Regions from separate parts of the Sus scrofa genome. Here region 2 is linked to region 1. A link is a contact called in public HiChIP or PLAC-seq data. All regions are on one chromosome and are shown on one strand. The core of a region is the stretch at or near the end of the contact, and the rest is flanking DNA. Distances in the headings are between cores, read along the strand shown. Region 1 overlaps IFT81 (intraflagellar transport protein 81 homolog). Region 2 overlaps ATP2A2 (ATPase sarcoplasmic/endoplasmic reticulum Ca2+ transporting 2).

Evidence for each region. HiChIP or PLAC-seq counts read pairs in DNA pulled down with a chosen protein or histone mark.
Region 2: an H3K27ac HiChIP or PLAC-seq map of skeletal muscle shows a contact between it and region 1, with 3 times the contacts expected there. The contact joins two enhancer-like sites. A contact is called at or near these places in 1 of 47 Hi-C or Micro-C datasets (heart right ventricle) and 1 of 2 datasets of contacts at active chromatin or transcription factors (skeletal muscle).

Annotation. Positions count from the first base shown.
Region 1 is chr14:31,555,993-31,560,234 of Sscrofa11.1, forward strand. The region is part of intron 12 of IFT81 (intraflagellar transport protein 81 homolog); the gene reads left to right. Among named protein-coding and RNA genes, the nearest start is that of P2RX7, 82 kb to the left of the region's middle. Within about 2 kb of position 2,444, at least 8 of the 83 cell types and tissues checked have an H3K27ac peak or open chromatin away from gene starts, as enhancers often do. A contact at or near this core is called in skeletal muscle, where this site is marked.
Region 2 is chr14:31,740,560-31,744,801 of Sscrofa11.1, forward strand. ATP2A2 (ATPase sarcoplasmic/endoplasmic reticulum Ca2+ transporting 2) reads left to right here. Exons shown (of 20, transcript NM_213865.1): 19 at 1-23; 20 at 106-1,206. The coding sequence ends at 375. ANAPC7 (anaphase-promoting complex subunit 7) reads right to left here. Exons shown (of 14, transcript XM_021072834.1): 14 at 4,170-4,242. Among named protein-coding and RNA genes, the nearest start is that of ANAPC7, 47 kb to the right of the region's middle. Within about 2 kb of position 2,247, at least 16 of the 83 cell types and tissues checked have an H3K27ac peak or open chromatin away from gene starts, as enhancers often do. A contact at or near this core is called in skeletal muscle, where this site is marked.

The DNA of each region.
Region 1 (4,242 bases), core at 1,194-3,693:
TTCTAATGGACTGAATGTTTTTTCTTACAGTCTAATGGACTGAATATATATTCTTAAATATATATAAATGAATATATATATATTTTATATACTATATATTAATCTAGGTAATTGTTTTCTTCTAGTCTATCATTTGTTTCTTTGTATGTGCTATCTTTTGTCACACAGAAGGTTTTCTCCCTTTTTTCAAACAGCTTTTTTGAGATAGAATTAACAACAAACTGCATATACATATATACATAGAGAGAATTAACAACAGACTGCATATATGTGTATATATATATGTATACACACACACACACACACACACACACACACATATATATATATTTAAAGTGCAAATTGTTGCTGTTGGCCCAAGCTATGATAACTTCATACCTTGGGATAGAATTTTAATACTTAAGTGGCCCTAGTTTTCCATAATTCAGAGTGTCATAAAAATAGTACCTAGAAATATCTTGCTTTATGCAGGATTCATTGGGAAAGAAGATAGAAAAACATAGTGTTATAGCATAGTATTATACTAAGTGTTCATAATTATGACTCTGAGTTGTCATAAAAAGTTGCTATAATCAGTATGATTTTAAGATAACAGAGCTTAAGTAGCATCCCTCCCACTAATCATACTGTGTTATTATTTTCCCAGTTCACACACCGCAACTCTGAAACATATACATAGCATATACTCTGCTCATGTGTGTTCTAATATACACACTTAAGATCACTTGTTAAATTTCTGCCTCTCCTAAGAATCCAGTGAGCTCCATGATGGCTGGGCCATATCTTTTTTTCACTACTATTTACTTAATAGCTGTCATGTTATAGACACTTGGTAAATGTGTAGAAAACCTTTATTATCTAGATATATAATTTTTCATTAGAAAGTCGATAATATTTAAAATGCCTTGGAGTTTCCTGGCAGCTCAGCAGGTTAAGGATCTGGCATTGTCACTGCTGTGGCACAACTTCCTGGCCTGGGAACTTCTGCATGCCACGGGTACAGCCAAAAATAAATAAATAAAATTTTTAAAATGTCTTGGCACTTCACTTGATAAAAAAAAATTATATGTGGGAGTTCCCTTTGTGGCTCAGTGGTTAACAAACCCTAGTAGCATCCATGAGAATGAGGGTTCAGTCCCAGGCCTCGTTCAGTGGATTAAGGATCTGGCATTGCCGTGAGCTGTGGTGTAGGTCACAGAGGCGGCTCAGATCCCTTGTTGCTGTGGCTGTGGTGCAGGCTGGAAGCTGTAGCTTTGATTTGACCCCTAACCTGGGAACCTCCATATGCTGTGACTGCGGCCCTAAAAAGCCAAAAAAAAAAAAAGTAAATATTCATCCTAACCATAGTTTATTTTGTTGTATAGTTATTTTTAAATACTTAAATTTACCATTTAATATAGTAGCCCCTAGTTGATTCTTTTGGTAAATATGATTTTTACCCTTTCATAGGCAATAATTTGAGCTTGATGACTTTGTCTCACTTATAGAAGAGCAAAGAGGCTGTACTTCTTGTAGTAGTGCCACATAGCTACTGATCTTTACAATCTTCGTCACCTTGATATCTCTGAATCTTGAAATTCGAAATAAAAAATCAACCCTAGTGATGCAGTGCCAGTACCCTTCTCAAATAAATGCATGCCTTGTGCGTCTGGACTTTTTTATAGTGAGTGAACCTCTGGTTAAGATTCCATTAGCAATTCATGCATTGAAAGGTCACTCCTGGTTTATGGTGTATGGGTTTAAAGTTCGTTGTGTTTTCTTTCCTAACCATTACAAGAAGCTCAGCTGTTTAGCAGTTAATGGCTACTTTTAAAATGTGCTTGATCAAGTAATGTGTATAAACAGCTTTAGAAAGAGCCAACCAATTCATTCTACAGCTACTGACAGAAATCCTAGAGCCAAATTGCAAAGATTATGAAATCTTCTTTAAATACTTCAAAGGGAAGCAATGAAGATAAGGAAATCCTGGCAAGATTTGCTGCAGCTGTCAGATCCTGAAAAATTAGGAATCAAATTTTGACACTTGTAATTGAATCATCCACCCTTCTAAGTGAGCCCAGGCAAACCTGTGATATTTTTAGAACCTTTCAAATCACATTACACTCTCTAGAGTTCATAGCAGGACCTGAGGCCCCTAAAATTTCCCAGGAGATGGAACAAAACAGAATCAAATACATTTGGCTCAATTCACTGTAATAGAAGTATGGCATATATGCAGTCTAGGTAATGCCACAATTTTAACTCCAAACTTGAAAATTTTTCATAGAAAATTTTTTGAGAGTTAACTGGCTTGGACAGCAGTTGAAAAATTCATTAGAGATATTGTAACAGTTGTGTGGTGGTGATTTGATTTATAATAGAAGCACAGAGACCTTGGATGGTATGATTAACTGTGTTTCGCAGATGGATGTTCCTTTGCCACGAGTTTCTATTAAGAAAGATTTCTGCTAGCATGTATCATGTTGCTTATTATAGACTCTCTCAAGAGAGTCAGCAGTTAACTATATGCTACCATATGTAGGTAATTACATTGTTTATGCTTAGCTTGGTGAGATTTTCTAATTTAAAATTGAAAACGTAGTACTAACAGGTTGGAAAAGGTTAGAATAGTATTTGTATGTCTATATTTTTATGTTGCACTAGTCATGATGGGTGATTTGAAAAAGACTAATATTTTAGCAGAAAACAGAAGTTGCTTTGAAATCTTTTTTCTCCCTTAAAAGCAAGTAACAACTCTGAGACCAATCCTCAGGGAGTCCAAATGATTTATGACATGGAGTTGCCTTGAAAAGATGGCCTTTTCAGGTTTTTTGCAAGTCTGAGTTTAGACAGAATAGAGACTGATAAATTGGCAAAAGAAATTGGGGCATATTCATTCCACTCTTAAACAGTTTGTGTTACCTCATCTCACACCTAACTCTCTTGGGCCTATTTCTGTAGTTTTCTGTGTTTAAAAACCATTTGATTGAAGTTCCCGCTGTGGCTTAGTGGGTTAAGAATCTTACTGCAGTGCCTCTGGTCCATGTGAAGGCGCAGGTTTGATCCTCAGCCTGGTGAAAGTGGGCTAAAGGTTCTGGCGTTGGCCACAGCTCTGGCCTAGGTCACGGCTGCGGCACAGATGCAGTCCCCGGCCTGGGAACTTACATATGCCATGGGTGCAGCTATAGAAAAAAAATCATTTGATGAAATAACTGACAAAGATGTGCTTTAATTAACAAGTGGAAAATAGCATGGAGAGTGGACTAACAGGTTTTGAAGAGAAAAATACTCATTCTAACCCAGTTTTTCTAACTTTCTGAACTTTGGTAAGTTATATTAATTTCTCTATAGGTTTCCTTTTCTATAAAAGGGAGAATAGTGTTTTAAAACATAGCTCTTTGTGGTTCTTAACAGTATAAAGTACTTATTATATGGTTGTCTTTTAAAGTCTTCGCAGCTAATTACGTGAACATAATTTCATTGCAAATAACGAGTTAGAAAATATTCTTGTTTCCATGTAAATATCCAGAATGATGTCTGGAATCCAGTAATACTTTTGAGTTCCAGATAGGCCTGAAAAGCATTTGTAAATGGTTACATACTTAGGGGGGGAAAACTGCCTTGTTCTTTTAAAAAGCTAACCCAGATATTGATCATTACTGTTAAAGGTTCTGAAACATATTAAATGGGTAAAAGGAAATAGAAGATATGTCAGATTCCATTTTGATCACAAATAAGCCAAGTCTATAAAACTGGCCTTGAAGCCAGAAGCTAGCACTGTTAAAGCATTAATCTTATGATCTCAACATCTAAAATGATGGCTGCTCTTTCCTAAATGGCAAATTTAGATTACAAATATGTATCGGTCCAAATGATTAGTAATAGCTGCTATAATGGGTCTTCCTGCACAGTGGCAATCTTTATAGTTCACTTTGATGACAAATTTGCTTGATTGAACTGCTATGGTGCACTATTAAAAGCTTTTTCCTTAATGTTCCAAGGATTTGTTGCTTATCTCCTATGACAGAGTTCCTTTAAAATATTTAAAATTTTTTTAATATTTAAGAAAGCTCAAGGAATTGACTCATGACCTTATCTGCCCAACACAACAGCTATTTTTGTCTCTTCATTCTCTCCCAATCATGGTTTATAGACATTTTTACTTTTTATAACATCTTTGTAGAACTTTAGTACATTTTGTAGATCTTCCTTGAAAACTTCCCCAAGGTCATTTAAAGCAGTGGAGCCAGGATTTGAAATTGT
Region 2 (4,242 bases), core at 997-3,496, 180 kb after region 1:
TCCTCTATGTGGAACCCCTGCCAGTAAGTGGGGGGGACCCAGGCCTGGGGCGTGGCCGCCTGGCCGGCAAGTCTAGGGGCTTGACGAGGCTTCTTTGTGTTTCAGCTTATCTTCCAGATCACACCGCTGAATTTGACCCAGTGGCTGATGGTGCTGAAAATCTCCTTGCCTGTGATTCTAATGGATGAGACCCTCAAGTTTGTGGCCCGCAACTACCTGGAACCTGGTAAAGAGTGTGTGCAGCCTGCCACCAAATCCTGCTCGTTCTCGGCATGTACCGATGGGATTTCCTGGCCCTTTGTGCTGCTCATAATGCCGCTGGTGATCTGGGTCTATAGCACAGACACTAACTTTAGTGATATGTTCTGGTCTTGACTGACAGTTTTACATAAAGATGTTTAACTTAATCAATTAATTTTTTTATTGTTTAAAGCAACTGTCTATTTCTGCTGAATTTTCACATGAACATATTGGCTGGTAAAGGAGGTTTCATACTCTAGATTTTGTTTTGCTTTTTCTGACTCCAGTGGGGCAAGATTTTCCTTTTTTATACACATAATTAAAGTGTCCATTGACATGTACAGAGAACTAACACTATTTTATGCAAATATTTTTTTGTAGATGAAAAAGCATGTACAGTGTTCTGTTTAATACTCATCCTTGTATAAAAAAAAAAAGAGTTGAGCCAGCAGACATTGTCAGCAAATTAATTGGCAGCAGATTTTAGGAAATGAATGTGTGTGGTTTTTTCTAAGACTAAATAGCATGTATTGTGTCTTCTGCATGATCATCTGGATTTAATCTGAGATCACAGTCTAATTTTTATTCATAAGCCAATTTTTCTGCACTGAGCAGAGTACTGCTACCTCAGTCAGTATTTTTTGGTTTGCCACCCCCCCGTCACCCTTCTCAGCCCTTGTCACCTCCACCCCATCCTCCACCCCCGCCCTGCTCGGCTGCTTCTCCTGTAGGGTTTTGATGGTTCTGTTTACATCAGTCTTAACAAGAGGTATGCCTGTTCTCGCTTGTGCAGAAAACATTGTTCCAGATTCAATCAACTGGGTTCGTGTCCCCTCATGTAGTTTTTAAGGTTATTTATTTAAATGTCTAATGTATTTTATTGTAACAGACATTGTTTTGCCAACATTGCCTATTTCAGTGGCACTTCACAATCTAGTTTAAAAAGGAAAATAAACATTTTAAATGGACAGAGAAAAATAACTGTCTTGTTTTTAACTCTTATGTGGCTTAGTTTGAACTAATATGTCCAACTTTCTCTTAAGTTCTTAGCTCAGAAATTTTAGTTTTATTGTGCTTGAGGGGAAGAAGGATCCTGTTCTGCTGCATAGGGAGCTGTAGGGATTTTATTTTTAATGTATAGGCACCAGTTGTCATCTGTGATACATTTTATGCAAGTTTCTGCTGGCCTGTTTTTAAAGCCTATGTAGAGGACATAAGGGCAAGTGTGTGTGCGTGTGTGTGTGTGTGTGTGTGTTTTGTAAAATCTGTAAATAGCACATGACCAAATGAACATATTGTATAGAACTATTTTTATTTGAATGTGGCACTAACCACCACCATCATTACTATGATAAATGTTTGTGCATGTTCGAGATCAGTCTTACCAACAGTGTATAAGTCATTAACAGTCCTAACTGTGGTGTTTTCCTCCAATGCCTTCCAACATCCATCAACTAACGTGAGTATCCCCTGGAATTTGGATGCTTTAGCCTAAAGGTGACTGCCACTAAGTGACCTGGCTATACGAACACTAACGAATAAGCCCCTTGTGTCGGGCACCCTGAGAGCAGCAAGGGCACAACCTTGCTGGGTGAGCCACTATAGACACCACACACTGCATAGGACAGTGGCACAGCCAGGTGTCAGGCAAGGGCCTGGGGGAAGAGAAACTCCTGCTTTGGTCAGACGACAAGTGCCTTCACAAGTGCTGAGGTATGGAGTCACAAAAACTTGTCATGGTTCCCTTTAACTTTGTTAGCTTAAAGGACTCATTCCAGAATCTTGTTAGCTGGTTCATTAAAAAGCAAAAGGCAAGTGAAAGCAATTAACTGAACCAGGAAACTCAGGCCTCCATTCATTCCTCTTAAATAGGCTGCCTCTTTTCACCTTCTAGGTCATATCCTTTGTGGCTGAGACTTGTTTTTTCTCTCCAGGGTACATTTAAAGCACAGTTACTGGGCCATTGTTCTGCTCAGCCAGCAAACAACCAGCCTAGTAGTTAGGGAGCAAGAGGGCCCAGGCAGCTGCTTGTATTCAGGCTGGCAGCTCCTCCGTGAATGAAGCCCCGAGTGTTCACATGAAGGTTCTCGGGTTACCGGGCCAGCCAGAAATGCTGGGAGTCTGGGGCAAGGTTCCTGTTTAAGAGGATAGAAGAGGCACATGGAAACGGATTCTTAATGCAGAGTCCGGGCTTGGCTCACTGAGGCCTCTCAGAGGATGGGGGAGGCTGTTTTGCTTGGCAGAAAAATGTAGGGGTAGGTTTTGCCAGTGTTAGTTAGCATTATGAGGTATAGACAGAAACAGGTTGGGTAGATCAAATGCAAGGAGTGTCTGGGCTGCAAACCAAAACAGGACGTCTGAGCTTGTTGGGTGGAGTGCAGTTCAATCCCAGACTAACCAAATGTTCGACTTTTTCCTGACTCAGTTCTTTGATTTATTGGCTTTTACAAAGTTGAGTGGGACGGGCTGCTCGAGGAGCCATGCACAGCCCCAGGTGGCCCCGGGAGGTTGTTGCCTTGTGGTTTTTCAGCCTGTCCAGCCCACAGAGGCAGTTTGGATGCCCACTTCCCTCAACCCAGACAGCTGGGAGTGGGGAAGACGCAGTGCCGCCCTGAGCAGGATCCCTTTGTTCTGCTCCAGGCTTTGCCACAGAAAAACATGTCTGCACTGGCATCTCCTTAGCAGTTATGCTGCTCTGTCTTATCGGGAGTGGCGGGTGCCTGCAGGAAGGCACTGTCAGCCTCTCGACTTTTGTCTCCATCAGTAACTGGATGGAGTGGTGCCATGCTCAGACCTACCGGGGCAGACCTCAGGGATAGCCGAGACCACGAGCATTAGCTCAGTGTCTGCCGAGCCCACTGTGTCCGCACCACATTCAGTCAGAACCACCAGCCTGCGGTGAACAGTGAGGGTAATCTGCAGCCTTCTTTCCTGAAAGAGAATGGTGACAAACAGCTCCTCTTCTAGGATTGAGCAGGGCTGGGCCCCAGGGAAGGAACGGGAGGGCGCTGGAGGCTTGGCGCTGATTACTACGCTGCTCACTGCTTTGCCTTCCTTATCCTCTGCACTGCTCACCCAAAACTCTTCCTGCTCAGCTTCTGTTACACCTGAAAATGATTAAATTCCTGTGAGCCAGGGGTGACCTTTGCTCTGTGAGCTAGTCAGTATGGGGGTCTGTGTGGCCGAGCCAGTGCTTCAAGATGCTACCCTGCGTGGGCAGCAGCTCAGGGACAGTTAATCAGAAATGCTGGTCTTACTCTTAAAAAATCAAACTGAATATTCCTTTTCATCTGTCACTATTAATCTTAAATAGTTATTCTAACATTTCCTTCTTGTATTTCATAAAGGTGATTTCCTCTCTCTTTCCTTTTCAGCAATACTGGAGTAACCGCTTCCTAAACCATTTTGCAGAAATATAAGGGTGTTCGGTTGCGTGCATGTGCGTTTTTAGCAACACATCTACCAGCCCTCTGCATGATTGATGTTGGGGGTAAAAGAAAATTAGAAAAAAGTCCCCAATTCATTGTGTGTTACGTGGAGGAAACGTGTATTACCAGTGGGGTTTTTTAGCTTTTAAATCAAAATAATAATTACAAATGTACAATTTAGCTTAATGGATCAGAAATCCTCTCCAGAGAAGTTTGGTTTCTTTGCTGCAAGAAGAATGAGGTTCTGAAACCTTACCCAAGAACTTAGAAGCCATCAGCCAAGTATCCATGTTTCTCTGTGCAAAATGTCATAGCTTAAATAAATGTACAATATTCAATTGTAATGCATGCCTTCAAGTTGTAAGTAGCCAGATTTCTCTATGATGTCATTGAAACATGCTACTTTTTAATTGGCCCTGTACAGTTTGCTTATTTATAAATTTATTGAAAACACTACAGGTGTTGGTTAAAATGTAGGCTTCTAGCTCATAACTTCAGTTATTTTTTGAGTGTGCAAACAGCTATTTTGCACTGTATTAAATGTAACTTATTTAATGAAATCAAAAGCAGTAGA